Linked DNA regions of Gossypium raimondii: region 2 is linked to region 1. The links are chromatin contacts, called in public Hi-C maps. All regions are on one chromosome and are shown on one strand. Each heading gives the region's core, a stretch centred on a gene start, on an enhancer-like site or on the middle of the called end of the contact. The rest is flanking DNA. Distances are from core to core; before and after follow the strand shown.

Evidence for each region. Hi-C and Micro-C count contacts between places; a contact is called where the count stands out from the background.
Region 2: a contact with region 1 is called in a Hi-C map of leaf, with 2.4 times the contacts expected there. The contact joins the promoter of LOC105790334 here to the promoter of LOC105790322 in region 1. A contact is called at or near these places in 2 of 2 Hi-C or Micro-C datasets (both in leaf).

What each region holds. Positions count from the first base shown.
Region 1 is chr8:3,351,538-3,357,402 of ASM2569854v1, reverse strand. LOC105790322 (autophagy-related protein 8f) reads right to left here and starts at 4,022. Exons shown (of 6, transcript XM_052634163.1): 1 at 3,851-4,022; 2 at 3,649-3,699; 3 at 3,502-3,557; 4 at 2,326-2,378; 5 at 2,118-2,236; 6 at 1,511-1,787. The coding sequence starts at 3,685. The coding sequence ends at 1,699.
Region 2 is chr8:3,484,670-3,490,701 of ASM2569854v1, reverse strand. It overlaps LOC105790334 (40S ribosomal protein S13), which reads left to right and starts at 1,332. Exons shown (of 5, transcript XM_012617890.2): 1 at 1,332-1,496; 2 at 1,611-1,683; 3 at 2,583-2,721; 4 at 2,805-2,991; 5 at 3,288-3,661. The coding sequence starts at 1,474. The coding sequence ends at 3,321.

The DNA of each region.
Region 1 (5,865 bases), core at 2,773-5,272:
TAATCACCAAAAGTACTTTTGAAAAAGAAAACTAAATTTTTAGCTTCTCCTTTTAGAAGTACTTTTCAAATTTTAACACAATTTTTCTTCCAAAAGTATTTTTTTAAATATTATTAATCAAACCCTTAATATCAAGCCTCAACCCAAATACCTTTCCAATAATAGTCTTGACCCAAATCGTTTGATATTTATTAGCTTTTTAACATTTTCAAATTGACATTTAAACATAAAATAATAGTCTATAAATATGAGGCGCGTTTAAAATTTACCAACTAATTGAATTTAAATGTATTTAATTGTATATAATTACACATATGTGACATTTAGGTAACAATCAATTCTTAAAAAGAGAATAAAAATCAAAATGATTATACAAGTAATTACAAACAATTAACTCAAATTTAATTACTTTTACCTTTTGAACTTTTTAACTTAAATATTTTAAAGTTTATCATATCATTATATTTTTATGCTTTTAAAGCTTTTAAAGGATAAAAATATCAAAACTGATCCATACTCATTGAATGCAACGATCAAAACATAAAAAAACAACCCACACCCGTCTTTCGAACCTCCCCCTTCATTTTTCAAAATAAGAATATCTGTGATTTAAAGTGGATCAATTCACAATCTAGCAACCAATTTGAGTTTTATCATTCCCTAATTCCGGCCATTATATAAATCTCAAACCCTAATACTACATGAGGAATAAGAGGAAAATCCCAATCTCTAATTTTGCTTCAAACTATCTTTGAGATAAGAAAACATAAGTTAAACCCCACAAGTACATTTACCTCCCAAATGACTTTGGAAAGTTAACGCATTTTGACAATGCATTTTTTTAAACCCATAAATAAAATTACAAATCTGTCACGTGTTCCATTTCTTTTATATATTTAGTACTTCAAATCTTTTTACCATACTGTCAATGTACAAAATATTTTCCCAAAAAACCCTAAACAAGACAACAAAACAAAATATCGGTGCCTCTTTCTTAATAGTACGTTAAGACAAGGAAAAGCTAATTAATATGCAAGTATTACAATAGTTTGTTATATGAAATTAAAAGAATGAGAAACTCAAAATAAGCCGTTTGATTAATCAAAAACTATCAAATGAAATTAATTTATTGTTGACTAAAATCAATTAAAAATATAATACGCCTACCACAAGTAAGGTAGTATTGAATATGTATGAGTAAATGCTCTCTCAAGTTATTCATTTGATGATTTAGCTCAAATTTACTGTATCACTGTATTCAAACCCCACGAGATACACTACACATCGTGAAGCTCTGATAAAGCAGTGAATCAAATCAACAACATGAAGTTATGAACCAACAAATATACATACATCTACCATCATCTAAATCACAAAATTTTATTTGGAGATTTCTGTATCTACTCCTTGGTAAGTTGAAATTTCAGATCTGATACTTTATTTTCTCCATTAGTGACTTTTTTTTTTTTTTTTTGTTGCATGAAAACTGACAATGCCAAGTTCAGGAATATAACACACAAGAATTTTAAATTGCTCATTGGTCTCACATTTTAGTCTGCTGACAAGCTATATACAGAGAAACTATACATGTAAATACAGAAAGATCATATATACTATGCAATAATGCCACAATTATCAATTATTTAAAGCGCGGGACAACATTAACATGGAAATTAATTAAGGTCAATGCATGATGTACTAACCAAATGTATTTTCCCCACTGTATGTAACATACAGAAATCCATCTTCATCCTTCTTTTCATCATAGATGGTTGACATAATTGCTCCTGCAAATTTATATCAATTTGTAAAAAGAAAAAAAAAATGACAGTGTAGCATTTAACATTGAATAGGAAAAAGAAGACGATGAAAAAATGTCCCAGAACTTTAAGTAAGCCCCTATGCTTTTATTATACTAAAACTTTTATCCTTTGATTTGAGCCCTTAATATTTAAATAAAATATCGCCTTGAGTTAAAGGCTTGTTTTAGGTATACATCAAATGTTAATATCTTATTTGGGTAATAAATATGAGAGGGTTACTTAAATATAGTTATAAAACTTAAGAGTTCTTTTTACATTTTTTTAAGCCAAGAAAGAACTAGCATAGGAAAATACCAGTTGGAGGGAGGACATTGTCCACAAATAAGAAGATAGCCTTTTCAGCACTCAATTTGATTCTTTTTCGGATCACATAGACAAACTGACCCACTGTCAAGTCAGCTGGTACTAAGTATCTGTAAATTATATAATCAATGTCATCACCAGTGTCTAATAAATTAATAATATGGAGATGTTGAGCACTAGGCATGAAATTGTTGCTTACTTCTTCTTGTCAATGTTAGGGATGTCGTTTCCTTTCGTCTTCTCCACAATCACCTAAAAAGCATATGAGCAAATATCAATATAAGAAAGATTGGGGTCAGAAAGCATAAGCTTTTCTTTTGCACTATGCAAGGAGATGGACCAAACATGCATAAACCAATTCAAGCAGCCTCCATTTAACCTTATATGCTTTTAATATAAAGATTAGTAATTTATTCCAGGATTAAGACATTGAGCGCTCTAAACTTTTAACTGCTCAAGTTTCATGCTTTTCTTGTTCCTCCTTAAAGGGCCTTTTTCTCCTCCTCAGCAGGGAGGCATAGAGTATCTGAAGGGAATTTAATCTTTATTGAGATTTTAAATTATTCAATGCCTCATAATTAGCTGTTCTAATTTAGCCATGCCCTAAATAGCAAAAGTTTTCCTTTTCACCAGCTTAAAACAGGCACAGGTTTTCCCGAAACAAAAAGTTGTTACATGATATCGTTCTATTCATTCAATCATGTCTAGAAAGTAACGACAATCCAACCAATACAAATATTCAACTATTGCTTGAAATCCTCAAGCCATTTCTCACGAACATACATTAAAAACAAAGCAAATTACTGATATTAACGCGACATGTATTACTATGCTGCAATCACAACACAATAAGTATCACACGATGTTAATAGATGCCTGCCTTAACCATGGTCCAATAGCAAACAAAGGGACTGCAATCCTGTCTACACAGTAATGACAGTATTGCCAATTCATCTGTCAAATAATTGCTTAAAATCCTTGAGCCAGATCCCATGAACATACATCAAACAAAGCATATTACTGACATTGACACAATACGTATCATTACCGTTATGCTGCAAGCACAACATCGTAGGTAGCCTAGGTGCACACACGCCTTAACAACACAGTGGAATATTACACTACAAAGTCAAGGAAATGCAAGCCAGACTAGTCCAACCCCTAAAGTTGGTATATGGAAATTGTCATTTGATCTAAAATATGGAACATAAACTGATACCTAACAGAAATTCTCAACAAAATTTAAAAGTTAAAAACACATGGCACTACATAAACCAAGGACAAACAAGCGATAGAACAATCAAAATTACTATTTTAACATCAGAAAAAAAAATTAAAAATAATAAAACAGATATAGTTAATGATTGATTCTTACTGGAATTCTATCTGGGTATTTTACCCTAATTCTTGCAGCCTCAGCGCGCCTTTTCTCTAAACATCAAGAAGCCATTAACAAAGCCAACCAAAAAATAGCTAAATCAATAACAAAAACTAATACTAATAGACAAATATCAGTAAATACCAAAGTCATGCTCGATCTTGAAGCTACTTTTAGCCATTGTGCTGAGTATCTCTGCACAATAAGCAAATACACAATTTCAACAAATAGACATGAAAAAGAAGAAAGAAAAAGATTTATTTTTTCAAAAAACCTAGAACTTAAATTCAAAATCGAGACAACAAAATTTTAAAATCTCAACATACGAACATACGAACATACGAACCGTTATTCGATTTTGAAGAATCCAGATGCAAAAAATAAAAAATAATAATAATCTTTTTTTTCAAATTTTCTTTTCAGCTGAATGAAAAATAAAATCGATAAATCAAGAGACTTAGAAGTAAACAACAAGAACACGAAAACTAAGAGACTGAATTGAAGAGATCCAGACTTGCTAAGCTATTATTGTCTTTAAATATTAAAAATAAATATGAATAAATAAAAGTGAAAAGACGATAATAGGTTTGGGCCTTCTGGCTTCTCCTGCGGTTCCTTTTATGTGATTAGACTCGGGTCGGGCCATGTGAGTCGGGTCTTCAGCAAGGACTTCAATGATTACGGTTGCAAATGATAAATTTGAAAAAATTTCAATCCTCCATGTTTATATTTTTTTTTGTCGATTTAGCTTTTATTTTTTTAACAAAATCGAACTCTTAACTTCTCAAAAATTAGTCAAAAATTTTTTAACGGAAATGATGACTAAAATATTAAATTATAACATTAACCATACGCATGACAGTTCATATGCATATTATGCTAACATAACATCATTTATCTTATATGTCGCGTCAACAAATAATTTAAAATTATAAAATATAATATTAAAAATATAAAAATTCAAAAAATAAAACATGGAGTACACCTAAATTGTCATGTAAATTATCGTGTTTAAAATTTTAACATTTTAATTAGTATTATCGAAAAATCATTTTAATTCCTTTTTAAAAGTTTGATTGTTAAATTTAAGGTTAGGATCAAATTTAACTAAAAAACTAAATTGATAAAATATGAATTAATAACATTTTTTCTTAAATTGAAAAAGCTAACCTTTAAATAAGTATTAATTTTGAACGGTTATTATTTTTTTAAAATTGGAATATTTAAATATTTGTATTTAATTTATTATAATCTATACTTAACTTATAACATCAAATTCAACCAAAGATGATTGCTTAACTTTACGAATTTGATATATATTTTGAAAACGATATTTATATTAAAAAATTATATATATAAACTAGTTTAATGGCACGGGTGAAAAAATTATGTAAAAAATAAATTTATAATAAATTTACTTTAAAATATTAATTGAATGGTTAAATTAAAAGTTTAAATTATATTATAGTATTATTTTATTAAAAAGCATGAAAAGACAGAAAATGTCATTATATTAATATTTGTTATTTCATATTTAAGCATAATGATTTATTCAACCTTTCAATTTTATAAAAAATCATTTTAGTCATCTATATAATTTTTCGTTTGTTTTAAACTTTGAACACATTGTGTTTATTTTTAATCAAATCACCTCAAAATAGATGAAAATGTTGGCAAACATTAACTTTATTGACGTGAACATAAACATAAATAGCTATATGAATCTCACATAATCAATTAATTATTTTTAATTTTTAATTTTTTTAAAAACTTTATAAGATAGATTTTTATTTTTACAAAATTTTAAATAATTTTAATGTTCTATTTTTTGGAATTTTTCATGATTTTTAAAATTTAATTAATTGCTAATGTGATATTCACATGGTAATCTACATATATGTTCACATTAGCAAAGTTTAACTTTTCTATTCATTTTAGGGTGATTTGACAAAAAAATACAAGTTCAAAAATTAAAAGAGATAAAAAAATTATATGAATAGCTAAAATTTTGTTTTTATAAAACTAAAGGACTAAATAAATCATTATGCCTAAAATATATTTTAATAATTTTCGATACAATAGTTTAATATATCTATAGATATATAGAAATAAAGATAGGGTTTGGTTGGGTATATTATTGCTTGCAAGAGTTAAAAGAGATGAGTGTTTCGTACGGAAATGGAAATGTAGAAGGTAACAATAATAATAGATCAAGATTTAATGAATTTAAAATGAAAATATTAAGCACTCATTCACATTCTAACAAGAAACTATTAAAATAATCACTTTTGTTTACTTTAAGTTATATTTTAGTAACTTATATTTAAAATGTTACATTTTAATCACTTACATTATAGTGTT
Region 2 (6,032 bases), core at 83-2,582, 140 kb before region 1:
AGCTTATTTTTCTCAATTAACACTTTATTCTATCACTTTAAACTACTTTATAATCTTTGGAAATCATAATTTTACCACTAGACTTTAATTCCAAACTTTTTCACAATTAGGTCCTACAAATCAATTTCTATTGAAATTACCTAATAAAATCATCTCATAAACAAATTAAAGCTTCAATTTCATGCTATTTCATCATAAAATTCCAGCACATATTCATAGAAACTTTCAATTTCATTCATAAAATCAAAACTAATGAATTTAGTAATAGGACCTAGTTGCAAAAGTCTTAGAAACACAAAAATTACAAGAAAAAGGAAAGGATTAACTCACTTGGTGCAAAAAATAATTAATTACCAGCTTGAATAAAACCCTAGGATGTTTTTTGACTGATGATAATGAAGAAAATATGAAGAGAATTCTAGATATTCCAATTTGGTCCTATGTTTATGTTAGTAAAATTTGTTATTTTCCCATTTTACCTTTATTTCACCAATTCTCCTGATTTTTCTCAGCTTATGCCGCCCAAAATATCTTCTTTTGGGCTTATTTGCAATTTATGTCCCTCCTCATTTAACAATTGAGCTATTTAATCTTTCTAGTAACTTTTACACATTTTTCAATTTAGTCCTTTTTACTTAATTGACTACCCAAACATTAAAATTTTCTAACGAAATTTTAATACCATATTACTAACATTTCATAAATATTTATAAAAATATTTTTGACTCGGTTTTACGAGATCGAGGTCTCAATACCTTGTTTTTACCCAATTTCTTCAATAATTTCTTTTTCTAACTAACCACTAAATCGGTAAAATTCTTCTATTTATATTTTCATACGATTTTCCTATCATATCAATATTCATGCAAAAATATTAAAATAAATTTATCTTTAAATCGAATTTGTGGCTACGAAACCACTGTTCCGATAACCTTGAATTTAGGCCATTACAACAAGTATCAGTCGATTGAGTTTTAGCTTGATTAGTATGGACATTGTTGTCAATGTAGGAGGACGTGGATTCGAGCGCGCTGAAGCACATTATCCTTCTATTTATGGGTTGGGGAGGGGCTATGAGTAATTCTAGGCATCATGTAAAAAAAGAGCAGATATGATCAAAACCTATAATGAGATTATTAAAAAAAAGTACAGGTACCATATTCAAATATACCCTATAGTTTAGGGGCTATTCATGTTATTATTCCGTTATTTTCAAACCAAATGTTTCTTAACCGCATTTAAATTCGGCCTTCTCAAATTCACTAGCAAGGCCTGATCCAATATATACAAAAAACAATACTAGAAAACTAGACCACCAAAGGGGAAAAAAGGGCCCAATAAATCACTAGCAAAGGACCAGAGGAGAATAAGAACCCTAGCCCCCATCCTTAATTTTGATCCTAGGGTTTCTTTGCTCATTTCAAATTACACTATCAGAAGCAATCAATCAGCCGAGCTCGAAACTCTGCCACCATGGGTCGTATGCACAGCCGAGGGTTTGTATTTTCCTCTCACACTTGATTTCATTATCCTCTGAAAACAAACCTATGATTACGTTGGTCGAATCTCTTCTATCTGCTTTGTCACTGATTTGAGTTTTTCTTTTGCAGTAAGGGTATTTCAGCATCCGCTTTGCCTTACAAGAGAACTCCTCCTAGTTGGTTGAAGATCTCTTCTCAAGATGTGAGTCACTTTGGTTTTTATCGTGCCTTTAATTTTATATACGATTTTTAAAACCTATTTGGTTTAGATTAGTGGTTGAAACGTACCTTATTATTTTTTGATTAATGGATATTTCATTGATTAAGTATTGGTCATGATTGAGAATATCGTAAGATGTGATGCAATTCCTCGATGGTTAATATTTAAGTTTGATAGTGCATTTAGTCCTTTTGTTACTCGGATTTAGCTGTGATATTAGATACGGATGTGGGTTTGAAATGGCTATATTCAAAATCTATGGCCGAAGCTATGTTGGGCATTGGTATTATTAGACGCAGAACTTCAAGGAAAGTGAAGAATTAGAGTAAGGTGGCTTTTAGTTGTTTTTTTGATTTTTTGATTTTCATATTTCTCAAATGTGGAATGATAATGGTCTTTGGACCTTATTTGTTGGTAGTTTAAGGCGTTACTGCTCGTTCATTTTGTGAATAAACCTCAAGTTGTCTTGACTTTCGATCATAAATTTTACCACTGAAGTGATGGGAGGTTTTTGTAGTAACTAATTGATATTTCCTTAGGCTCAGACTATTGCTTGTAGTTTTCCATTTAACATTCTAAATGCTCTCTTTCCCGGGTTTACATTATGTTAATTCGATTCTTTATTTTCCTTGAAGTGCTCTTGCTCAACACGTATTTGGCCATGAATGTGAGGGTATGATCCTCCAAATATATGGAAAATTTTTAAAAAAGTAAGCATATCACATACCCATATCGACACTTACTCTCAAATCCGAGTAACATAGGTTTTACATTGATGCGATGTGGAGTTGAAAAAAGTACCCTACTTTAGTTTATTCTGTCCATATGAAAAGTTTACTATTTTTTTGACAATATTCATTGATCTTGATTTGATCTTTTAGGTTGAGGAGAACATTTACAAGTTTGCAAAGAAGGGTTTGACTCCATCTCAAATTGGTGTCATTCTCCGTGATTCTCATGGCATTGCTCAGGTGAAGAGTGTTACTGGCAGCAAGATTTTGCGAATATTGAAAGCCCATGGTACACGTCATTGACATTTTTTGCTGTTGCATTTCCCTTATAAGTGATGATAAACAGTTGACTTATCAATTTGGTTTTGTCAGGTCTTGCTCCAGAAATCCCCGAGGATCTGTACCACCTGATTAAGAAAGCGGTAGCCATCAGAAAGCACCTTGAGCGGAACAGGAAAGACAAGGATTCCAAGTTTAGGTTAATCTTGGTTGAAAGCAGAATTCACCGTCTTGCCCGTTATTACAAGAAGACAAAGAAGCTACCACCAGTGTGGAAATAGTGAGTACTTTTATCCCTGCTTCTATCGATGTTCTTAACGTGTTTTAGGTTAGGATGCACGTGTCTTACCTGTGTATGCCCTTTTCTAAATATATTTCATATTTGGCGGATTGTACCTTGGTACCTATTTACAAATATGTGTAGGACACATACACGGTTAATAGTAATTTAACTAATGGTCTGAGGTATGGTCTTTTAGAAAATTTTGTTGACCTCGACACTGGTTATTTGAGTATTCTCTGGTCTCAAGATTTGGGGTTTAACTTGCAAACCTAAACATATTTTTCTTCATGCAGTGAATCTACCACTGCCAGCACTCTTGTGGCTTAGAGGTGGCACAGTTTGAACCATCTTCCAAGCGCTGCAGTTGACATTCTCCTGGATGCAGGGCTAAACTTTTGGTATTTATGCTTTTAAAATTTAAAGAACTAGTTCATTTGTGGCTTGAAAATGAGATACTTGGGAGGCAAAATATTATGTTTAGTGTGTCAGAATTATGTTTAGTTTTTTCCCTTCAAGTTGAAATGTTTTATTTTTGGTGTTTTTAATCTTGTCGTTTATTTGCTTTTAAGATCTAGGGGCGTACCAAGCTTTGCTGAACTCAAGCTGTGAAAGGCTTGAGCTTGTGCTTGACTCGAAATTCGAAATTTGAAATTTGGGTTGAAGTCAATCTAGTTTCACTTTTTAACTAGAGAGTAAAAATCGAGTTGCATGAGTTTGTTTATCTAGTGAAAGATGAGTTTTGATTACTCCTCCCATCTTCATCTTCAACTTCAAGTTTGAGTTCAAATTAAAAATTAGAAAAAGAGAAGAGATCAATGCATTTTATGCATTATTATTTTCAAGCATTAGGATAATTAAATTTGACTTTGTGATAAAATTCGACAATGGTTGAGACCTTTTAGGCACTATGTGGTTTCAAGAATCTAAGTTGTTTTTATTTGTTTTCAGAAAATGAAAAACACGAGGACATGATATCATATATGTTTTCATCTTATCAATGTAACATGAAACTAAGGTACAGCATCTCACTGTACCATCCAAACTCATCCTAAATGAGACCTCTAAGAATTGGGTTGGGTTGGGTTTAGGTATGGTTTCAAAATATTAGGCTTGTCCAAGAGGCCTGTTTTATTATTAAAAATTAATTAAATATAAAATATATATTTTAAGTTGTTTTATATGTTTTATGATTAAATTTTAATTAAAAATAATTTTATTATTTAAATTGAATTTGTGTTGGGTTGGGTTGCCTTGCCTTGGCTTGAAGTGCAAGCTTGACCTAAGTTGAGTTGGGCCCATTGGGTTGGGTGGATGAATTACTTGGTCCTTGGATAGGTTTAGTTGCAATTCAGTCCAACTCTTGGATTTTTTATATTGGTTTTAGGTCAAGGCCAGTGTTTTTTAAACTGAATTGGTGACCAAATCGGTCAAGTCATTAATTTATTAGTGTGATTGGTCTAAGTGGATTGATTAAAAAGATATTTAAAATTAAAAAAAAATTGGTTTAAACGTTCGGTTTGTATCGATTTTTAGGTCAATTAATTTAAAATCCCTTTCTCAAATTGATATTTTCATGGATTTCTGTTTGAGTAGGGTAAGATTTGTCTTCATGATTCAGGATCGGACTACTCCAAGATAAATACAAAAACAATGCTATATATTATAATAGCACTGTAATCCTGTATATTATTAGAGCACGCGAGGACTTTAAAATCAGCACATTTATATTCCCTTCAAATTTAATAATAAAATGCGCAAATAGAATTACAAATAATATATCCATGATCAAATTATTGTATAAACAAGTACATTAATAATCAAAATATATCTAACCTACACCTCACATGCAACAAAATATATATATATATATATATTTATATATATATATATTTTGTTGCAGTGGGTGGGATGAAGGTGACACAATTTGAATTAGTGCCAAACAATGTCTAACAGGAGCTTTAACGACCACTTCATATAAGTCAATACATGCATGTTGGAGTTTAAATCATAATGAAATTTGTATTTTGAATTTCAATATTCAAATATAATTGTTGTTGGTTACTTATATAACAAAAATGACTTATGTTGTATTTTTCTTGTGTACTATATAATATGTTCAATTTAATAGTTCATATTAAATCTGATATGAATATAATAAAAATAAATTGTACCTGTAGAAGTGGTCATTCTCATCCTTGTCACATCACGAAGGAATAATTATTTAGATGTTTTGAATGATAATTTGACATATTTTGAGTCCTAAAATTGTTTAGATGTATTATTGAATGGTTGTCGATAGTTTAAACTCGGTTTTAGATGTTTCAGATATGTTCTGGACAATCTACCTCCTGTGTAGTGGCATTCGACCTTTAGTGTCGAGTAATTTGTTCTCGGTGTCGCCACATCAGGAGATTAGTGTCACGACATCAGTATAGTGTTGTAACACCCATTTCCCAATGTCGCGACATTGACCCTGTTACCCTATTATGACCCGAATAAGCCCCGAATGACCTTCGTTTGTATCCAAATTTTAAAATAAGCCTAGAAATGACTTGACTAAATTCAAAAAGTCTATTAATGTTAAAGTAAAGTCTTGAATTTGATGATTGGATTAACTTAGTTCTAGCATCCAAATGTGACATCTCTTGCTCGGAACATATCGGTTCGTCCCGATTAAGGGGTGTTACAAAAAAAGGAGAAAAAAATAAGAGAAAGCAAAATAATGGAATATATATATAAAAAAGAAACTTAAAAAGACAAAAAGAATTAATTTACTCAAACATAAAAATATAAGGACTAATTGTGTAATTTGATCAGAAGTTTTCATTAAAATGATGATATAATGTTTCACATCTACTTATTACATTGTTAACAACAATTAAATCGAAAGCATTAGTAACTATATTATAACTTTGTTGAAGTATAGTGACCAAAAAAAGTAAGTCGAACTATACATTAGTGATAAAATTGTAGTTTAGCCGAATATCATTTAACTCACCAAAAACTGGCCAAATTGACTATAGCATATAAAAACTTAC